2 separate regions of the Mus musculus genome follow, and region 1 is linked to region 2. The links are chromatin contacts, called in public Hi-C maps. All regions are on one chromosome and are shown on one strand. Each heading gives the region's core, a stretch centred on a gene start, on an enhancer-like site or on the middle of the called end of the contact. The rest is flanking DNA. Distances are from core to core; before and after follow the strand shown.

Region 1 (6,275 bases), core at 263-2,762, 520 kb after region 2:
CCAGGCTGCCTTTTCTAACTTTCCATTAGTCTCACCAGTAATTAGACTTTTAAAAAGGATGTATATATTATATATACAACATTCTGCCTGCATGCCAGAAGAGGACAGCAGTCTCATTGTAGGGGGTTGGGAGCCACTATGTGGGTGCTGGGAATTGAACTTCAGGGCCTCTCAAAGAGCAGCCAGCACTCTTAACTTCTGAGGCATCTCTCCAGCCCAGTATTCTAAATTTAGTTATTTTATGTTTATGAATGTTTTGCCTGTTGGATTCTTTGAAACTTACAGATGGTTGTGAGCCACCATGTGGGTTCTGGGAATTGAACTTGGATCTTCTACAAGAGAAGCAAGTACTTTTAACCACTGAGCCATCTTGCTAGCCTCCAGTAACTAGATTTTTAACTAAATTCTATGACCTATTACAAGGTTTCCAGTTATAATATGAAACTGGTCCCAGTACTTTATCATCCTTGAGCTGAGTTGATTCTCTTAGTCTATCACGTGTGTTCTGGGGGTCATGTGTGTTCAGGGCTGTCAAAGTAGACACCTTTAGAAACAACTTCCTGGCTTGAATATAGGCTATACACAGATATGCCGAAAATGTTCCAAGAAGAAACACCTGAATTTGCTGCTCAGCAAGCACTTTGCTGAGTGGACCAGAGTGAGTGACGCAGGGGGGGACAGCTGCTGGCCAGAGAGTGACGCAGGGGACAGCTGAAGTTGCCTCCACCATCTCAGATCTTGGTTTTTTTTTAGCTCATGAGCTATGTAGCAAGGCCCACTATGGTTGTGTCTACATCAACTTGCAGGCTTTTTTTTTTCCTTGTCATTATTCCCTAAATGATACAACCATTTCTTTATAGTTTATTAAGTATAAGCTACCCAGAGATGATTAAAATATGTGGGAGAACGTGTAGGTTATATAGAAACATTATGCCACTTGAACTATAGAACTTCAACACTTGCAGAATCTGGTACCCACACAGCCTTCTTGGGACAAAGCCCTCACTTCACCTACAAACTTACAAAGTTAAAAGAACCACGTTTTACTTAAAACTCAATGGGCAAACACTACCTTTCAATCCTTTCCACATTTTCAAAAAATGTATTTAATTTCATGGTGGTAATGTAGAAATTCATTTTAAATTCCAGTATCAATAAGAACATGACATGTAAAGAATTTTCTGATAAAACTTCCATCTTAAAAGCCAAGGGACACATCTTGGACACCTTACATTATAAAATTCAGTTCTGAGCAGAGACTGGTTACTGTGTGTAACAAATACTGCTCAGATCAAAAGTGCTGGTGACAAAGAATTTGGTGTGTCCTCCCACAAAATGTCTGCATACATACCCATCTATCTGTAATTGTAATAAGATCTTAAATGTTTAAGGTGCTTGAAGGTTGCATTAACTCAGATTCATTCGCCTGCTACTTTTGTAGCAACTGATCAGACAAAACTGCAGTTACTTTCTACTATGTGGCATCTGTGGAGCTGGAGCGCCCTCTACTGGTAAGGATGAGGACACACTCATCAACTGCCCTCCAAGTATTTTTTCATTGATTCGAAGTTCACATCCATCCTGAAGCATCCGAATAGCTATTCTAGCAATGTTCTTAGAGTCATCGAGACCGCTGTGAGGCCGTCCATCATAATCCATTCCTAATTTTTCAAGCATTATTGTTAGTTTGGTCTGGCTTCTGGGAACCTAGAAAACAAAGAACCAAGTAAGTAATTAAGAACTCGGCACAACACAAAAACTTAAAGATAGCAATTATGAATATGTTCAAGGACCTAACAAGGATATGAATAAATGCCTGAACAAAGACGAGGAAAACACCAACAGTTGAGTGTATTTAATTTAAACCACTATTAAATTAAACTGCCAGGTGTGGTGAAATATGTCTTTAATCCTAGCACTCTGGAGGCAGAGGCAGGCAGATCTGTCTCTGTGAGTTTGAGGTCAGCCTGGTCCACATAGCGAGTTCCTGTGATCCTGACTCTAAAAGATCAAAGGGGGGAAATTTTTTTAAAAGAAAAGTTCAGTAAGTCAAAATTAAAATGAAATGGCAGAGAAGCTTTCAGATCACAAAGACACAGTAGGAAAAAAATAAAAAATCAAAGAAAACATTAAATTTTAGAAAAAGGAAAAACAAAAACTCCAGACTCAAAAAAATTCCAGGGAATCTGGGATGGGAGACTTTGAAAAGACCAACCTACAAATAATAGGTACAAAGAAAGGAGAAGAATCCTAGGTCAAAGGCACGGAAAATATTATTAACAAAATCATAAAAGAAAATTTCCTAATTCTAAAGAGATGCAGCAAAGTTCATTCAGAACACCAAATACCGAGGCCCAGAAGCACCTCAATAATCACAGCACTTAAATAAAACAAAGGATATGGAAAGCTGCAGGGGAACAAGGCCCACTCATATATAAAGGCTGACCACTAGCAGAACATCTGACTTCTTAATGGAGACTCTGAAAGCCAGAGGGCTTGGACTGAGGTACAAGCATTGAAAGACCACAGGCACCAGCCCAGACTACCACATCCAGCTAATTGTAATCTCCTGTGAGTATAGTCAGAGGAGAAAGGAACACATTTTACAGACACTAACTAGCACATAGGTGTGGGTGCTGTGCCCTTTGGGCTAGAGAGCGGGATGTTGAGCTTCCAGTCCTGACTGAGGTATTGACCAATGGGGAACGGGTTAAAAATAGGTGGTACTGAGAAGGTGTGCCCACAATGTGGAAAAAGGAGACATTTCCATGCCATAAAACAGGGAGGCAAGCTAAGACTGAGTCAATTCTCAGTGGTCTGGGCAGACAAGTCAGGCTGCTGGCTTCTCTTACAAGAACAAAGGCGTCACCTAGGGAAGAGAAATACTTCACGGCTTTTCTCCTTGCTCAGCTGTCATCAGAGAAGCCTCTTACAGCAGAGGGGACTAACAGAGAGTCACACCTGTCTAGACACATCTGCAGAGTAAGACCTTGAAGCATTCAGTCCTAATGGCACGTTTTCACCCCTTCCCCCCTCCGCCTGAGGGTTTCAGGGATCTATGCAGAAGAGAGGAAGAGTCAGAAGAGACAGATGATTCTAAGGACTGTGAACTCAAAGGCTGTAGTGGCATGCACAGGGCCTGTGAAAGGTTCAAGTGAGATGGGGTCCCAGTGTTGAATATAAAGTGGACACAGGTTCCCACCCCTAACCAAAAAACTATCTGTAACTGATACTCACTGGCAACAAAAAAATTAAATGTTCTCTAATGGCATCTCACTGAGTATATTAACCACGCCTCAGGAATAATTGGCCAACACAAGAGTTCAATAGTATTTTTGTACCTTTTGTCTCATTTTGCTTTGGGGTATTTTTATGGTCTTATCGGTCATTTGCTTGTATGTATACTTTGGTTTCCATTTTTGTGAGTTTGTGTGTGGAGGTGTGTGTGCGTATGCACATGTATTTTAAAAAGTAAGGACACAGAGTTGGGTGGGTGGGGAAGATCAGGCAGGAGTTGAAAAAGAGGAAAATGTGACCAGAATATATTTATGAAAAACTTTTAAAATAAAAAAATGGAAATTGATTTAAAATTGATTAGACTGTATTAGTAGTGCTCAACTTTCCACAGACTTGGGGGACTTAAGTGGAAACTTGGGGTTTCTTTGGAAAGTCGGTAATGTCAAATGATTCTTTGCTGGAAGTTTTGCTATAGCAGACATGCCCCAGGCAGTGAGAGCCGGAGCACTGCTTTGTCTGGCGCTGCCTTGCTAGCCTCACTGACACATGCAGGTTTGTCGTACACTGCATCGCTGAGTTTTACTTGTGGTGACTTTATAGAGAGAAACTCGCTGAAGAACATCTTGGAGGCTCCTGCGGCTTCTTGCCACTTCTGAGCACTCGGGATGGCTGGTGAGCCTTGTGGTTTCTTCTGGATGGAACTGCCCTTGCTGGCTCATATGTGGTGTCTGCCAAGTGAACTGGACTGCAGCTGCTGATTCGTGTTTGGTGTTTGCTGGTGGACTGGACTGAAAACAACAAAGACTGGAATCGCCCCAAAGAGCCATTTCTAAAGGTCCACTTCCACCCGTATCCTAATAACCTTTCTTTCCAACTACCTCTAGTGGATGGTGGGCTGGAGGAGAGGCTAAACTCTAACTAAAGTAGGCTGTGAAAAATCTATGCCTATAGGATATGCTACTTCAAAACCTAGTGACCTGTTTCATACTTAAATTTATATACCTGGGTATATGTGTATGTTTAAATATGAGGAAATTCTATCTGTCTGCTCTATTTCTTTCTAGAAAATACCAATTTATCCAACTTTCCCAAACAAACTAATTGTACAGAAGAAATAAAACACAGTACATCAATCAGGAGAGCTATCTCATCTTTTAATGCAAAAACCCAGCATTTTAGTGGAGATAGAGGCCAATAAAAGACATATTTATAAAATTTTATAGAAGTTAGACTACATTTGAGCATATGCAAGAGAAGAAACTGGGAGAGTTTCCTCTAGTCATATAAAGGATTGTGCCTGTGTTTCTATTCATATTATTTCAGCCTACTTTTAGAAATATCAAACCCTATTTTAGTTTAAGCCAGTTGATTAACAATTTATAATGTCTACCTTGTAAGTTTTTAACTTTATGATGAGGAAACAAAGAGATTAATACATTTTGACTGTCCATTTCTAACAAGCACTTGAGAAAAGCTGGGTTAGAAGTAACGAGGCAGGAGGTGAAGCAGCTACAGGTGATGGGATGCTGCCAGTTCTGATTCAGAAGCAGAGTGAAGCAAGTGAAGCACAGTGAAGCACAGTGAAGCACAGTGAAGCACAGTGAAGCAAGTGCAGACAGTGCGGACAGTGCGGAAACAGGACTCAGTGCGCTGAAGCACTGCTCAGGTTTTCCCTTTCAGATTGGTTTTGAATTTTGTGTAACATTTTTTAAAAGTTGTTTTTTTTTTTTTTTAAATTTCCAAAATGTGTGACAAGAAAAACTGAGAAATTATAAAATATAATCAAAGGACTAACATGGCATAACCAAACCAATAGCAAAAAGCTGGGACCTAATTTAAAAGAAAAAAGGATGGACAAACACCTAAGTATCTGGCAATCACAGATGGCAGCAAGGATCTGAATCTGCTGTGAAGGAGGCAGCACAGTGGACAAAGCCTCTGGAAACCAGCAAGGCAGTGAGTGAGGCACATACCCTGGGACCATCAGCTCCACGCCCAGGTTTACTCCCGCTAAGTGAGTATATAAAGGCACCAGAAGACGTATAAGAATGTTTACAGTAGCACTGTTCAAAAAAATACTAAACTAGAAAAACAAAAAACCAAAAAAAAAAAAAAAAAAAAGAGAAACCACTTTCCCTGCCCTGCCAAATGTAATTTTCAATAAAGTTTTTTGGTTTTGGGTTTTTTTTTGTTTGTTTGTTTGTTTTAAAAGTACCCTTAAAGGGGGGGGGGATTCAAACTATATTAGAACATACTTTATCAAAAGATGTTATAAAAGGAGAAAGATAATGACAAAGAATCAGAGACATGACAGAAAGCAAAGCAAATAACCAAGGGATTTTTTTGAGAAGACTTAAGAACAAGTTAAAATTACAAGATTAATGGCTCCAAGACAGTAATCCTGAAAGCCAGTAACAGTCTGTTCTGAGCACTGAGAAGGTAACAGTTTGACTGGTGAGTAACAGAGATTTCCAACCAGCCAGGGGTGGTGGCACAGCCTACAACCTCAGCACTCTGCAGGAGCTACACTCTGAGCCTCTGCTTCCATTATACAAAAGAGCAGGAGGAGGAGGCGGCTTCCTGAGTAGTCTCCATAGGCCCCGAGCAGTGACTCAATTATAAACATGCAGGTTGGGAAGGGTATTTAGAGGCAGGAGACTTAACAGAGCTTAGCCAGTGTTCACTGTAGGAATCCAACAGCTATGTCACAACGAAACCTCAAGTACAGCACAAGCGTAAAAGCACAAGAGTAAGACATGTGAAGAGACACCTTCTTAAAGGTGAGAGGATCTGTGTGAGAACAAGAACCAGTTCTGATGAGGACCATGACCAGAAATGTACATTTCCCTATGCCTTTAAATATCAGTTTAAAATTTACACTACTTATACATGTTAACTTTGATCAAAAGAAAGTAAAATTAAAAAGACAGCTTAGGCATATAGTGCTTACCCAGCAAACATGACACACTAGGTTCAAGATCTAGTATTACACAAAAGCAAAAACAAAATCCAATAGCATTCGTCCCAGAAGCAATCCA
Region 2 (6,108 bases), core at 1,999-4,498:
AATAATAAAAAATTTTTAAAAAAGGATTTCATAGACGTGTATTACAAAGTCAGAATTCTACTGCTCCTGGACAGGGGTAGCTCAATTTTATATCAGAATAGTGAAACTAGAGAGAGCTGGCCATGTGCCCAGTCTGCTGTTCTTAATCCTGGCACAATAGTACTGAGCAGTAGTAGAGGTCCTACAGTCTCGGTTCTGTCCCTCCCTCCCTCGACCATCACAACCCAACCCTTCCCATTATGAGAAGCAAGGCTCCTGGGGAGTTTGAAGGCTTGTTGCTTTGTTCCTGTTGGGACAGAAAAGACAATGATGGATTAGGTGACATCAGTCAGGTCAGGCCACTGGCATTCTGCGAGCCCAGGTAAGGAGCTTGCATTTGAGGAAGGGTCTATCCTGTGGTCTCTCTATGCTAGCTGATGTCAACAGCAGGCATGCGAAGATGAGGCCCAGAGGACTAGTAAGGTCATTTTATTGGGAAGGAACACAGGCAGCTCTGAGTGAAACCCCTAAACCATTACAGAGTCACCTGGCTCATGCTCACTTAGCAATGGCGTCAGAAACCGCTGAAAGCCTGTCTGTCCACTTTAGCATTCTCTGCTTAATCTGTTTGTGCTTGTAAGAGTGCTACAACTCTAAGCTGGACACATGATTTTCAGACAAGAAAGAAAGGCTTGGACACAGAATATTTAGTAAATCAGAAAGGGTCTTCATTTAAGTATGCCTACCTATGCTTTCCTAGCCAAAAATGTGTCACCTGCCCACTTACAAAAACAGGCTGAAAAACAAGTCTTTTATAGCTGAGCACACATCTGTCTCAAGAAAATCAACTAATCTACTGGTAAGGAATTAGAAGATGAATTCAGGGAGAATAAATAACAGCATCTGCCATCACTTCTGTAAGTCATGGGTAGAAATTTGTTTCAAGGACCTGAGAAATGATTTGTAAGCAAAATCACTTAATGCTATTTGAGTCTTTAAAAAGTTTTCAGATAGCTGAATGAGATGTTCACTTTAAATCAACTCTGCACAAACTAGAGTCACCTGGGCCGGGAGCTGTACCGACCGAGTGAGTGCCTTAGCTGAGCTGGGAGCACCGTGTGAACAGTGCATTCCGGTAGCAACCCAGATTAAAGGGGCATGGAGAAGGAAGGCTGTCCCGCTAACTTGGCCTTCCCTCCTTTGCTGCTTCAGTTCCTCCTGACCGCTGCAGCTCATTCCTGCACTGATAGGAGACCAAAGTCTCCAGAACACACCAGGTTTGGGGCACCAGACTGGGATAGCTTAAGCACCCAGCCTCAAGGCTGAGCAACTACCAGTCCTAGATGTCTCAAGTGAAACAATTGTTCTATCTCACTGTTAGTGGATGCAATAATAACAATAATAAATTCTATCTGTTCTTCTCCTCCAGGAAACTCTAATACACTATGTAAAAATGAGCACATCAGAGCCAAATATGGCAGCACATGCCTCTAATCCCACAATGCTGGAGGGAGACTGAGCAATGTTTGTAGGCCAGCCTATGCTACATAAAGAGATCCTCTTTTAAAAACACTAAGGAGCTAGGAAAATGATCCGGTCTGTTCAAGTGCTCGGTATGCAGACATAAGGATCTCAATCTGAATCTCCCATACCCACGTTAGGAAAAAAGAAGAAAGCTGGGAACTTGGTGTGGGACAGAGGGATCCCTGGAGCTACAGGCTCAACAAAGAGACCCAGTCTCAAAAACTAAGATGGAAGGTGACTGCAGAACACCCAGCATGGACCTCTGCCCTCCGTATGAACACACAGACACACACAGACAGACTAACAGACAGACAGACAGACAGACACACACACACACACACACACACACAAATCACAATAAAAAGTAAAGAATCAAGAACAAAATCAGAGGCAACTAGTTAAGGACACTCCTGCTCTCCTGTCTAACAATAAAGATCTGGCACAGAGTTAGAAGGCAAGGACAGCTGGGTCCCAAATTCTGGGTGAGCACCTTGGTCTGTGAGGGTCCAAGTGGGAAAGACGTAAGCCAACAGCTAGACACTCATCCAACGACCTTACTAGTCCTCTGGGCCTCATCTTCGCATGCCTGCTGTTGACATCAGCTAGCATAGAGAGACCACAGGATAGACCCTTCCTCAAATGCAAGCTCCTTACCTGGGCTCGCAGAATGCCAGTGGCCTGACCTGACTGATGTCACCTAATCCATCATTGTCTTTTCTGTCCCAACAGGAACAAAGCAACAAGCCTTCAAACTCCCCAGGAGCCTTGCTTCTCATAATGGGAAGGGTTGGGTTGTGATGGTCGAGGGAGGGAGGGACAGAACCGAGACTGTAGGACCTCTACCACTGCTCAGTACTATTGTGCCAGAACAGCAGACTGGACACATGGCCAGCTCTCTCTGGTTTCACTATTCTGATATAAAATTGAGCTACCCCTGTCCAGGAGCAGTAGAATGTAAGTAGAGTGTAAGATGATTTGTAAATTTCAGCACATGTTTGCTGGTAAATAATGTCATTTCACATATTTAAAGAAAACAAAAAATGTACTTTAAGGAAAAACTAAATTCAAAGTACAAGGCCTAACTAAATACACTTAGCAACATTCTTAAAGAACTGATTTTAAAGTATTATAATTAAGGCCCTTTGAAGTGTTTCAGTACAAGATGTAGGGCCACGGGTATTTATTCCCCAGGTCTGAGCTAAAAAACCAGGAAAAGTCATTCCACTTAACATTTAACATTTTAAGCTTGCCTACAATTAAAATCTGCAAGAAACAACCTTAAACCTTAACGGTAACATGAACAATGTTATCAAAAAAGAAAACCCAAAGGCGTTTGGTGTAATATAAACTGAAATATTTTATAAACAGTAGCAAACAACAGACTAAGAAGGCATTTTCTTCCTAACCTGACTACCAACAAAGCAACGAGCACTGGATCACAATAGCAAAGTTCATATTACATGTCATTTTTTAATTTTTCTGTAAGTATTGTAAGATCCAAGAACACCCAAAAGACAAAGAGTAAAGTAAGCTTGAAATTGTCAAGAACACTGACATAAAAGATAAACGGGCTTTTAGTGACAGAGGATCCACGAGATACCTTAGAAGGGAAGGTATCAGTGATCTACTGTTTACGTAATTCCAGCCACAAGACTGGCCTCATTGGCTCTCTACTGCTGGGATCAAACACCACCAAAGGCAGCTTGGGGATCAAAGGGTTTGTGTGGCTTCCCACTTCACAGTCCAACATGAAGGGAAGTAGTCAGGAAACAGGAAGTGAAACCAAGACCCATGGAGAAGAAACCCTCCTTACTGGTGTCTGTCCCCTTTGCATGGCTTGCTCAGCCCCGTTTCTTTTTCTTTCTTTTTTTTTTAAAGATTTATTTATTTATTATATGTAAGTACACTGTAGCTGTCTTCAGACACTCCTGAAGAAGGAGTCAGCTCTCATTACGGATGGTTGTGAGCAACCATGTGGTTGCTGGGATTTGGACTCAGGACCTTGGGAAGTTGATGCTCTTAACCACTGAGCTATCTCACCAGCCCAACAGCCCTGTTTCTTATAAGAATTACCATCAACTACCCAGGAATGGCTCCACCCACAGTGGGCTGGGGTTCTCCCACATCCATCAGTAATCAAAAAATTGCCTCACAGACTTGCACACGAGCCAATCTGATGGAGAAAACTCCTAAACCTAGAGTCCCTCTCCTCCCAGATATGCCTGTGTCACGTTCACAAAAATTAGCAACACAGAAGCTTTTGAACAATAACTGTAGAGCTTTTAAACACTTTTCTCCCCAGGGTATTCAGTGGCTCCCTAACATCACTGCCTACTCCAGAGGGTCCAGACATGGAGGAACTTCTAACTCTAAGTTCATTCTGAATCATGTGCATCCTGGCTGATGTGTGGAAGGCAGCTGCTGTTTATCTCACGACAGCTCCACCACCATGCCTTCACTCTCATTCTGTCCACTTTCTTCTTCTGACATGTTTTTAGGTATTTGGGTTTACTGTATTTTACGGAAGAAATGTGTATGCTGTTGTGAACATCTGTACTGGGAACTGCGGAAAGAACCTCCACCTTACTTGTCTTCTATGTACCAACTGGTTTACCTCATCTAATACACAACAAAGCACAGACACCTAGTTAGAAGTTTCTGATTACTCTGTAATATACCATCCAATGACAAATATTTTATATTTAACGTTATTGCTTCCTCTTCTAGCTTTCATTGTAACTATATTAGCTTTTAATCCTTAGAAGATAAACTAGCTTCTGATTGGTTCATCAAAAGTCACAAAGGAGTATATTTCCCTGTTGATTTCTCATTTGTCAAAAGCAGACCCTAGCTGAAAATTATTCTATCTTATAGAACCTGGTTTGGGGAGGGAGAGGGGGAGAGAGAGGGAGAGAGGTAGAGAGAGGGAGAGAATGCTAAAGTACAGAGAACTAAAGGAGTGCTTTCTCCAAACCCAACAGAGAAACTACCAGAAACAAAAAAGGTAAGAAACAGGGAGTAAAAATAAACTGTCCCAAGAAAAAAAGATGGTTAAATTCCAACGCAAAAAGATTAGCTCAACAGCAGAAGGTAATTATCCTGCCTAGGCAGGCGATGGACCAGAGAAGGCCTACACTCAACACCAGCACTGTGTCTCCTTTGCTGCTGTGAATATGAAGACAGGATTTCCCACTGCAGCGCTAGCCAAAAGTAGAGGGATATATCAAGGGGAAATACTGCAATCGGACCAGAGGGCCAAGTGCACAATTACATCGAAGGTGACAGCATTTTTAAAAAGCAAAGTTTGGAAAATGGTGATAAAAGAAATCACACTGGGGCGTTCGCTCTCTGTCCTAGCCCCATCTATCGCCATTTTCCACAACCTAGAATGCATACTTCACTCCTCAGCCCAAGCTCCTTAAGAACTCTTCCAGGAGGCTCTGAAACAGGTACAAAAGGCAAGCATTCAGTAAGATACCAGAGTAATGAGGGTAGGAAGAGAAGAAGCTCTGCAAAAATGACACTTCTCACAGCTGACGGAAGTTCTAACTTCCAGACTTCGGGAGCTCACAGGTTGCAGTGAGGACAGACAGACACTACAGAAGCAGTCTAACGTCAACTACTAAAAACTTCCTAAGTCCTTCAGAAAGAAAATGCAGAACAACAAGAAAACGAAAACTAAGTGGAGAATAGAAACAGTGGCACACACACACACACACCAATGCATCAGAAGGCAGAAAACTGCCACCACTTGGAATCTGTCAGTAGTTTTCAGTCCACCCTCCTTTATCTCAGAGAGCTACAGACAGTGGAGAAAGAAAACACTAAATGCAACCCAATGAATAAATCATAATTAGAAGCCCAGAGAAAAAACACACAAAAACACTAATACAATTTTTAAAAACCCTCAAGCTTTATTTTATCTTAATTCTAAGCAACTGAACCATTTTTAGAATAGTTCTTTAAATCTATACCTCTCAGTGCACAGCAAAGCAAACTCTAGAAAGACTAACATAAAATGAAGAAAGAGTGTCGGTAGACACATCACCTCAGGGGAAAAGGAGACAAAAAAAAAGCTTTAAAGGCAGTAAATCTAGGGAATTGATAGATTAAATAAAAACAGAACAATAGCTATTTAGAGTGACTACAAAAATGCACAGACCAAAAAAAATTCCACAACCAAATGGCCAAGGGCAGGGAAAAAAAGGATTAATCACAACCAATGACTCACTAGAAATGTAAATTAAAACAAATATAGTATTTGTTTGCTTTATTACAACACTGAGCCTGCAAGATGGCTCAGTGAGTAAAAACTCTTGTCACCAAAGTCTTGTGGCAGAAGGAGAACACTAACTCCGACAAGTTGTCTTCCGACCTCCACACGTGTGCATGACACAAGCACCTCACCTCCGAAAACAAATATAATAAACATGTGAAAGCTACACAGAACTGTTCCTAAGAGCACTGTGCACACAGCCAACAATATCCAGATGCAGCAGTCACAGCAGATTGTACACAACACTAAAAACCAACAAACCACTGCCCTTTGACAGCCAAACCACACACAACAAGTAACAAGATAGAATCCTCTCGCCAAGTTCAAAA

The links. A called contact is a pair of places that touch in the nucleus more often than the background predicts.
Region 1: a contact with region 2 is called in a Hi-C map of bone marrow-derived macrophages, with 12 read pairs. The contact joins two enhancer-like sites. A contact is called at or near these places in 1 of 15 datasets of contacts at CTCF or cohesin (pro-B cells), 15 of 484 Hi-C or Micro-C datasets (the AtT-20 cell line, the G1E-ER4 cell line, Th1 cells and 11 more), 5 of 115 datasets of contacts at active chromatin or transcription factors (acute myeloid leukemia, cardiomyocytes, effector CD8 T cells and 2 more) and 1 of 9 other capture datasets (embryonic stem cells).

What each region holds. Positions count from the first base shown.
Region 1 is chr8:35,467,664-35,473,938 of GRCm38.p6, forward strand. Eri1 (exoribonuclease 1) reads right to left here. Exons shown (of 7, transcript NM_026067.3): 7 at 1-1,707. The coding sequence ends at 1,465. Among named protein-coding and RNA genes, the nearest start is that of Gm51568, 25 kb to the right of the region's middle. Within about 2 kb of position 1,513, at least 2 of the 459 cell types and tissues checked have an H3K27ac peak or open chromatin away from gene starts, as enhancers often do. A contact at or near this core is called in bone marrow-derived macrophages, where this site is marked.
Region 2 is chr8:34,942,048-34,948,155 of GRCm38.p6, forward strand. All of the region lies in intron 1 of Tnks (tankyrase, TRF1-interacting ankyrin-related ADP-ribose polymerase), which reads right to left. Among named protein-coding and RNA genes, the nearest start is that of Tnks, 21 kb to the right of the region's middle. Within about 2 kb of position 3,249, at least 55 of the 459 cell types and tissues checked have an H3K27ac peak or open chromatin away from gene starts, as enhancers often do. A contact at or near this core is called in bone marrow-derived macrophages, where this site is marked.